Regions from separate parts of the Mus musculus genome. Here region 1 is linked to region 2. Evidence: chromatin contacts called from public Micro-C data. All regions are on one chromosome and are shown on one strand. Each heading gives the region's core, a stretch centred on a gene start, on an enhancer-like site or on the middle of the called end of the contact. The rest is flanking DNA. Distances are from core to core; before and after follow the strand shown. Region 1 holds the start of Pknox2 (Pbx/knotted 1 homeobox 2). Region 2 holds the start of Fli1 (Friend leukemia integration 1).

What was found. A called contact is a pair of places that touch in the nucleus more often than the background predicts.
Region 1: a contact with region 2 is called in a Micro-C map of embryonic stem cells, with 27 times the contacts expected there. The contact joins the promoter of Pknox2 here to the promoter of Fli1 in region 2. A contact is called at or near these places in 3 of 484 Hi-C or Micro-C datasets (all in embryonic stem cells) and 1 of 115 datasets of contacts at active chromatin or transcription factors (embryonic stem cells).

The regions. Positions count from the first base shown.
Region 1 is chr9:37,145,504-37,150,123 of GRCm38.p6, forward strand. It overlaps Pknox2 (Pbx/knotted 1 homeobox 2), which reads right to left and starts at 1,819. Exons shown (of 13, transcript NM_001029838.2): 1 at 1,738-1,819.
Region 2 is chr9:32,538,452-32,542,784 of GRCm38.p6, forward strand. It overlaps Fli1 (Friend leukemia integration 1), which reads right to left and starts at 3,001. Exons shown (of 9, transcript NM_008026.5): 1 at 2,740-3,001. The coding sequence starts at 2,757.

The DNA.
Region 1 (4,620 bases), core at 569-3,068, 4.6 Mb after region 2:
ATGATGCTACCCGGTCACTTCGTACTGAATCACTATTTTTGTGTACCTTCCAGAGTCTTTCTCCTAGGTTTCAGCCCTGTGCACCCAGATCCTCTCATCCGCAAGATTCGCTTTAGGGGGAGAAGCAGCAGACGTTCGGGGCTCGCTCACCACGGCTGGAATCAACTACTTTTCTTGCCTACATAAAAGCTTTTCCTCCCACACGCTGTAAGAACCTGGACGCGCAATTCTTCCTACATTTCAATATCCTGATCCCGAGTGTCAGTTCTAAAACAACGTCACCGGCTCCGGAGTCAAGCCTCGGAGGTAATCGGGGCCCCGGCGCCTAACTCCAGCCCTCTGTCTTTGCCGGCATGTAAACTACACAGCGGCCCATCTGTCCCTATTCTGAAAACAGCTTGATTCCTGCAACCCAAACTCTAGCCTGCTCCAAAACCCAGCCCTCCTTTAAGGGGCTGATCCGCATCCCCCTCCCACTCCCAACCCGCGTCTTCCGACCGCGCGGGAACCCTGGCTGCCCTGTGAAGGACTCTCCAGACAGCGCGGCCCACTGCGCTCGTTTCTTCCTTGGCTTTGGAAGCCAGCCTAACCCGAAAGAAACAGAAACTTCGCGCGGCACATTCAGGACCCTGCCCCATCCCCATCGGCTTTCTTCTCGGGACGCTTTCCGTGCCCACCTCCCCCCCTTTTACGAATTTATCTTCTAGCTCTTCGCCAAGGACCCCTAATCCTCCCCTCCCCGCCCAAAAGACCCAACAATACGTAGAGAGCCAGTGACCCTACAAATTCTCCTCCTACTCCTAGTTAGAGTCCCTGAGCGTCGCCCCTCGGGTTCTGGTTTCTCTGACTAACACCTCCCCCCCCCCCATACACACACACATACATACACACACACACACACATGTTCCCCTGTCCCCACTGATCCTCCGGTAAACCTCTACTCTCCCTGCCTCCCCGGGCCGGGCAGGACGCGGCCGCCACTGCTTGACTCCAGCCACCCGGCCGCAGGCTAGGGCTGCTCCCGCTTCCAACCACTCGAAGGCAGCTCGGGGCTGGTGACACCTAGGAAGCTCCAGCCACAGGGCTCCTGGAGCCCGGGAAAGGAGAACCGAAGCCCGCCCGCAGTTCCCAGCCTCGCCCCCACCGAGCGCCTAGCCAGGAGCCGCCTGCGCAGGGACTCCGGCCGACGCGCTCGTCCCTGGGCTCGAGTCCCGGGAAGCTCCGGGTGCACGGCTTCCAGCCCGCCCGCTACAGGCTCTAGGGCCGCTGCGCTCTGAGTCCGCTGCCCAGCTGCTTGCGACCGCAAACAATGCACGCCCGGCCCTGGGCCAGAGGGGAGCGGGGCGAGGCGGCGGCAGCGAGGCGGGCACGGAGCTGCGCACCGGCCGGGTCCGGGAGCGGGTGGGCCGCGCGCTTCTCGCCGCCTCCTCGCCCAGCCTCGCCTCCCCTCGCGCGGCTTCGCTCCGCGCTCTCCCGGCGCTTCCCCAGCTTCTCTCTGCACGCTCCCGCCGTCCCTCTCTGCTCCCTGCCTCCCTCCTCCCTGCTGCCTCCCTCTCTCTCCTCCCTGCTGCCTCCCTCTCTCCCTCTCTCCTCCTTGCCCTGTCGCAATGAATAATACTCTGGCTTGGGGACTGGAATAAAACACACGCGCTCTGAGGCAGCCGCCCGCAGCAGCAGCCGCCGCCGCCGCCGCCGCCTGCAAAAGCGTCTCTGACATGGAAATGAATGACAGCTTACCTGATGCCAATCTTCATCAGACTGACACCGGCGTGACAACACAGCCTATACTTCCCAGCACTGCTCGGGACGTCAGCGGCACAGGGACCCGCCCCCCGGACTCCCTCCCCCCCCCTCCCCGCGCGCGCACACCTCCCCTCTCCCCACTCCCCCTTTCTCCCCCCCCCCCATAGCCCCCACCCACTCCTGGACCCGGCCGCTTCCCAGGCGAGGAGCTGCTAGAGTGTCTCCCTCTACTGGAGGCTCGGCTCAGACATCAGGCTCTGGCCTGCTTGCTGCTGGAGAGAGGCAGCAGGCGCCCAGACCTGGGGGTTGCCTGACAGAGGTGATGCAGTGAACCCCAGAAATGCAGGCGCACCCCTACCCGGTGTCCTCCTTAGCGATCAACTGGTGACGAGTTCCAAGACACCAGGTGCTGAAGAGATTGAGAGGAGGTGAAATTTTCTGTGTACCTCAAGAGAACCCCAAGAAAATAGGAATCTTCAAACTGGCAAGAAACGTTCTCTCCATCACACCCCCACCCCATTCCTGCCCGGCTGGCCTCATTTTTATGATTGCATTTGAATAATTCTCATTACCTTGGCCCCAGCAAAGGTGCTCAGGTGGTTAGTTATCCCTGGTCTCAAGAGCTTTTTTTTTTCCCCCTGCTGTAGGCTTCCTCTGACGCTTGGTTCATCCGAGGGTTGATGGGGTGGTTCAGGGGCAAGATAACAAGGGAAAGAGCCTTATCAGAAGCTATCCCTTGGCAAATGTCAGGCAAGTGCTTGGAAGCCACTGCTGTTTCATTCTTAAAACTGCTTAGCCAGCCAGTGTGTCCCGGAGGCTGGGCACCGTAAGGTGAGGGGAGTACTGTTTCAGCTTGGGCTTGCTGGGGTGGTCCAATCTGTTCCATACACCAAACAGGCTCCTCACCCAAGTCACTTCTACAATGAAAAGCCAAATCAAGCCAGTGCAACCATGCATGTCTCCATTTAGTCAACAAAGATGACTTTCCTACTGAGTGCCAAGTATAGGCTCAGCCACTCAGGATGCAGACTGGCTCAGCTCCTACACAGAGGACCAGAGAATCCCTTCTGCCCCCCTTGAGAAGCGGTTTCAGGCCACAGGCAGGTGACAATGAATCCTGTGACTCTCACACCAGGAAAGGAGCCTGGCTGAAGCCTAAACAAAGTCACTGAAAGTTAAGGAAAAGCTAAGAGGGAATCCAGACAGTCAGGTTCCCAGAAAAGGATCTAACCCCAGCAGAGGGAGGTTACCCTTTGCTCCATTCCAAGCCTCTGGGTCATTCCTCCCCTGCCTCGGATTCCGGCAAAAATGAGAAGTATCATTAGATCCAAAGGCTCAGAGACGTCTGCATCACATTCCAGATGTGCTCTTTATCCAGGTCCTGCCAGCAACTCCACATTCACCTGCAATGTTCCTGTGGGACGGGGAGGGGGCTTTCACCTATAGATCCACTGCTACAGATGGGGTTGAAACATCTTCCCATGGACTCCCTAAAGACTTTCACTAGGTAGAGTTATGTCACCCCAACCTCTGATCTGTGGTCAAAGACTGTGGCTCCTGACAGCATAATTGCTAGTATATATTTCACATTGTATAATAATATAATAATAATGAATCCACTTGCCCTTTTTATGTAGTACAGAAACACCAGACTCACTGACCCAGAGGCTGGAGGTCAGCCTGCCATAAAGTCGCAGAGGGAAATGCATTGCATAGACTGGGAGAGGAGCGATCCCTTTGACTCTGCCAGGGACCTCTGGAGAAGGGGTTGCTCTCCTTTGGAGGTTGCTGGCCAGTAGATTCAGATGGAGAATGGGCTGATAGTAAATACTTAGTTCATCAGAGAAGTGCCAGTGAGCATACAGACAAAAGCCATATACTACCCACTCATACTTACCACAGTCCTCATTTTCTAAAGTACAATTCCGATGTCAACTTGTTCTTTAAGACATCAGACCCATGGACATCAACGATTGACTTGTGGAGTCTTTTCAAATAGCACATTAGCCAGTAATATCCTTTACTAACTTTAAAATGCACACTAACTTTTAGTCACTACAGCTTGCTTTGTAGCTTGCAAAGGCTTTAAAAAGAAGAGATGATCTAACATGTAACCATCCTTTTTTTAAATAATGGTTGGAAAGGAATATTTGGCTTATGTCTACCACTAGAAAGTAGTGGTGAGAATAAACAGGGAGTCAGAGACCCACATTACCGCTCCCTCTTCAATTCCCTCCTTAATTCGTGTAAAGGGAGACAAACTTAATTTGTAAAGCAGTTAAAAAAAAAGCCATCCAGGACCCCAGCTGATGACCCAGCTAGTGAATAATTAATAACCATTTGTCAATATGTTAAATTCATGGGTGCCACATCTAAATCCTGGGTCTGTCCATGAAGAGATAGATTAGACTTTAAGTTTGTAGAATTGGTTCCAGGCTATAAGTAAGAATGTCTTTCTCATCTCACACACACTTGCCCTATGATTTAACAGTGCATTAGTATAACCAAGCAGGTTCCTGCAGATCCTAGCAGTCCCTAAACACACACACACACACACACACACACACACACACACACCTGCACACTGGAGTTCTTAAGATTCTCCTGGGTATTATTTTTGTTCCACCTGTTCTTATTTGTCTGTCCTTCCGATGAACAGTCCACACCAGGAAGTTCTTTGACACTCCAGATGTGTTCAGACAATGGCCCAGCTGAATCCTGCCTGTGCCATCCTATGCATTAAAATTTAGGACCTGCCTGGGGGTGGTGGGGTACAACTTTAATCCCAGGACTTGGGAGGCAGAGGCAAGCAGATCTCTAAGTTTGAGGCCAGCCTGGTCTACAGAGTGAGTTCCAGGACAGCCAGGGCTACACAGA
Region 2 (4,333 bases), core at 1,751-4,250:
ACAAACTGAGGCTTTCCATATGAGTTCTCCCATCAGACATTCTTGGAAAAGCAGGGGCCCTAACTTGGAAAGGCAGCATGACTGGACATTTACAACTCCCAAAGATAGATGCTAAACAAAACAGGAGGCTACTGTAAAGAAAGCCAGAGTTCCCTGGCACCCTGAACCATGTACACCCTGGGCATCAAGACCCACAGGTATTTTCAGATTGAGATTGAGGAAGATGCAGGCAGGTGCATAAGATCACATCCCAGAATCACTCAGTGCTGATTGTCCCAGGCTGTTCAAACTGGCGAGCTAAGTGCTCTAGGTCTGTATCTACAGATTTACATTTGATTGATAGTATCCTCTGACCTTTGTCCATGTAGGGCAGGATAGTGGTTTAGTACACAAGCAACTGGGACACCAGTGTAAAGTAGTCCCATGGGATTTTTATGAAGATTATGAAGGTCAAAGATGTCCTATAGCTGTAAATTCATATAATAAGATCACAAGTTGGTTGACATTCCTTCCAATTCAGTGCCTTTCAGTATCTACACCAAGCATGGCATTAAACCATCATGTAAGTGGGGTCTAGGACCCCCCAAATCAGAAGGTCACATATAAACAAGAACCTATGGCTTCTACATAGCTAAAAGGCTAAAGGATACACGAAAGACTCAATCTTCCAGAACCTTTGGTATCCAGAAGATGGCTTGAAAAGCGATTGATCTATAGGTAGCCTTGGAGTTAAGTCTCCCAGGTGAGAAACAAGGTATTCCTTGGGAGGTCTGGGGGGGGGGCTCATGAGCTCCTGTTAGTTATTGACCCTAAAAGAGCCCTGACCCCCATCTTTGGTATGGAGTGGCAGCCTCCTGGTCTAAGGTTGCCCTTGAGGCCTGTCATGCCCATCCCATTGTGCACAGTGTGGGGTTAACACATCCTGGGTACACAGACCACAGCTTCCTCCAGAGCTCAGGGCCTGTGCTTAGAGGTCTGAACACTGCGCAGATATTGCTTCACTTCTTCTCAGAGTGTCCACATTAAGCCTCTGGAGCCACATTACCACCCTTTAGGACCTAGGGGAGTTTGGGGGGGGGGGTTGTGAGTAGATAGTGTTCTGAATGGGGGTGTGAAGATTTTCGAAGGACCATCTGGTTACTGAACCTGAGGGATGTAGGCACTTGCAGGAACATACCAACAGGAAGCAGAGAAGCAGGGCCCAGGGACCTGCACTGTCAGGTCTCCAGAGCACACCCCTTAGGAACACTCTCAAGTCAGGTTTGAAAAACCTGTGGCTAGGTGGTTGTGTTAAAACCCCATTACAATCGGCTATCTCATCTGTCTTTGAGTTCCTTCAGTTGGTGCCTTTTACCTAAGTCAGCATGTTTCAGAGAAGGAGGGAGGGAGAGAGAAGGAGGGAGGGAGGGAGGGAGGGAGGGAGGGAGAGAGAGAGAGAGAGAGAGAGAGAGAGAGAGAGAGAGAGAGAGAGAAGAGACTCTTAGAAAATAAAAACACTCTGACCCCACCCAGAAGATAAAAATCTGTTAAATTCTCTAAAGCCAACAACACCTTCACCTCCTCTTCATCAAGCCATGAGAGGGAAGTGGATTCCTCTGGGTTCTGGAGAATGGCGGCTCTGCCAGTCCCCACCTCACCAGCCTGATAGTTTTTCCAGAGCAATTCCTGCTTGATATGCAGCCTTGAAGCTAACGTCTGCTCTCATTCATTCTCCTAAGTCCTCTTAGGCTAGTCACGTTAGGGGGTGTCCCTCGTCTCTGCTCCTGGCCCTACTTCCCCCTTTCGGAGGGAGCACTCGGCCTTTCTGAAGCGTGACAGGGAACCCAGACTCACAGGTCTGCTGGTCTGCACTTTGCAACCTAGACCCAAGCTGGGCCGGCGCGGGTGGCGGGTGGGGGTGGGGGTGCAATCGGCAAGCCCCAGGCCATAGACTCTGAACCAGCCACCGCAGGGGGACAGCTGTTGAAGGAGTTTAATTCTTACTGAGAGGACAGCTCCTGGATCCCTTGCTCTAAAGCAGGCGCACGCACAGTGTGCGGGATCTGAGGCACTGAGGAGCCGGAGAGCAAGGAGATTCCTAACCCGAGGAACTGCGAGGCGGGCCCGTTAGCTCCAGGCAGCCGGCGTCCGCAACTGCCGGGCAGCAGCAGTGAGAAGGGGGGAAGAGAAACCGGTCTGGCTGACAAGTAAACAGGGTCTTCCATCTGGACCCGCCGGCTCAGCCGGATCCTCAGACACCCTCCCTTGCACCCCTTGCCCTCCCGCAACTACTCCTCCAACTCGCTCGGAGGGTCGGGGGACCCCAGCCAGAGGCGAACGCTGCTCCTGCCCGCGCAGATCTCGGCCTCTGGCGTGAGGAAGCTGGCCGCCAGACTAGTGCCTGGCGCCGGGGCCAGGTCGTCTGGGTGCCGGGTGGGAACCGACCCGGCGATCTCCCGCCCGAGACTCTGCTCCGCGCCCCGGGTCCCCAGGTTTCAGCTGCCGGGTCTCGCAGCCCCTTCGGGCGGCACAGTGGGAGCCTGCGGGATTCCACAGTGGCGCAAGGAGTGAGGGGTAGATCGCCCTGGGCGGGAAGGCTGGCCGGCCTCCTCGGAATGGGGGACTCGCCACCCGGAGGAGACCGCGCGAAGCCGGGGCGCGGAAGGAAGGGAGAGCGGCCACGTCTTCCGGGACCCCGGCGCCCAGCCCTCCCGCCGCCCCGGTCGGCCCTCTCCCCGCGCCCACTGCCCAGCCGCTTACCTTAATAGTCCCGTCCATTTGGCCAAGTCTGCAGCCGAGCCCCCCAATATTCCACACATTGACCCGGTTACAGCCTGACCTCGTAGCCCCTTCAGATTAGCCCGGCGCGGCCTCTTTGGCGCCCTGGGCCCTCTCTGAGTGCCCCCTGCGAGCGCCCTGCCCTCGCTCCCCTGTGCACGTTTGTTGTTGTAGCGGATCGAAAAAGAGACAGTTAACCGGATGAAACTTTTTTTCAGCTAATTTTGGGAAGTGACTTCACTTTGCGATCGGGGAGGAAGTCCTATCTCTCTCTCTCTCTCTCTCTCTCTCTCTCTCTCTCTCTCTCTCTCTCTCTCTCTCATCTCGCCCTCTCCACTCTCTGCTCTCTCTTGTCTTCCCTCCCCCACACCCCCTCGTCCTCTCCTCGCCCTGCTTTTCGCATCACTCGCTATATAAATATACGCGGGATGCCCAGTTACATTCATGCACTGCGCACACAGGATACTTGCTCCTGGGAGATAAGAGCTGGCCAGGAACAATGACGGGGTCCACGCCCAGTATCCGCTCCCTGATTCCTGAAGTCTGCAACTCCCCCATCACCTTCCCCCCAAATCCAAAGCCAAACGCCTCTGGCCTCTTTCCTTTCCCTTGGGCCTTTGGCCGAAGGTGGCCCTCCTGACTCATTCACTTTCCGTTTCTTCCCACAGATACATTCATTAATGCTTTTTCCAGCCGGAGTCAAACTTTTTTGGGGATGGGAGGAAGACGGCGGAAGAGTTTGTTAGAACAGGGGATAACCTGGCGATGCTGACCGCCAGGGGAGATTCGGATGCAGATCAAGGCAAACCTACTATTTTTAAAAAGGAAGGAAGGAAGGAAGGAAGGAAGGAAGGAAGGAAGGAAGGAAGGAAGAAAGAAAGAAAGAAAGAAAGAAAGAAAGAAAGAAAGAAAGAAAGAAAGAAAGAAAGAGAGGAGCCGAAGAGAGTTTTTGCATCTAAGCGCTGGTCTCCGGATAGGCTCAAAGCGAATTCTGGGTCCCGCGGACCTGACCTGTCAAGGGCTCAATACCTCAAGCTTTGTTAGCAGAGAGATGCCCATGCTTTGGCGCGCCTCGACTCCGGGCTCCACAGCCCGCTAAGGAGGTAGACCAGCCACAACCTAGGCTTTTTGAGTTAAATTCTCTCACCTATCAGGACCCGACGGCCCAAGTTCTTCAATACCATCGCAGCCCCCAAGGAACTGACACCAGGGCGAGCTTGCCCTCCACACTACGCAGCAGGACCCAGGAGCGCGGCGAGCCGCGGCTCAGCAGAGACCCCACCTTGGATGAGAACGGGCAGTCTAAGGGTCCAAGCTAGGGACTGTCATTCCCAACCAGCGGCGTGGCCCGCTTTACCGGCTCGGTTCTTTCTGCTATCCCCCGCGCCTCCCCTGCTGGACCCAGGAGCTCTCTTGTTAAGGCTTCTCTGGGGTATCGGCGCTGGCGGCCTGACTCCCATCTCCCAGACTTTGAAAACAGGTTACCTTTTTCCACGCTCTTCAGACCACGCTGTGGACTTTCTCACTATTATTTAAGAGTCCTCCCGGGAAAAGAGGGGAAAAATTCCAGAGCAGA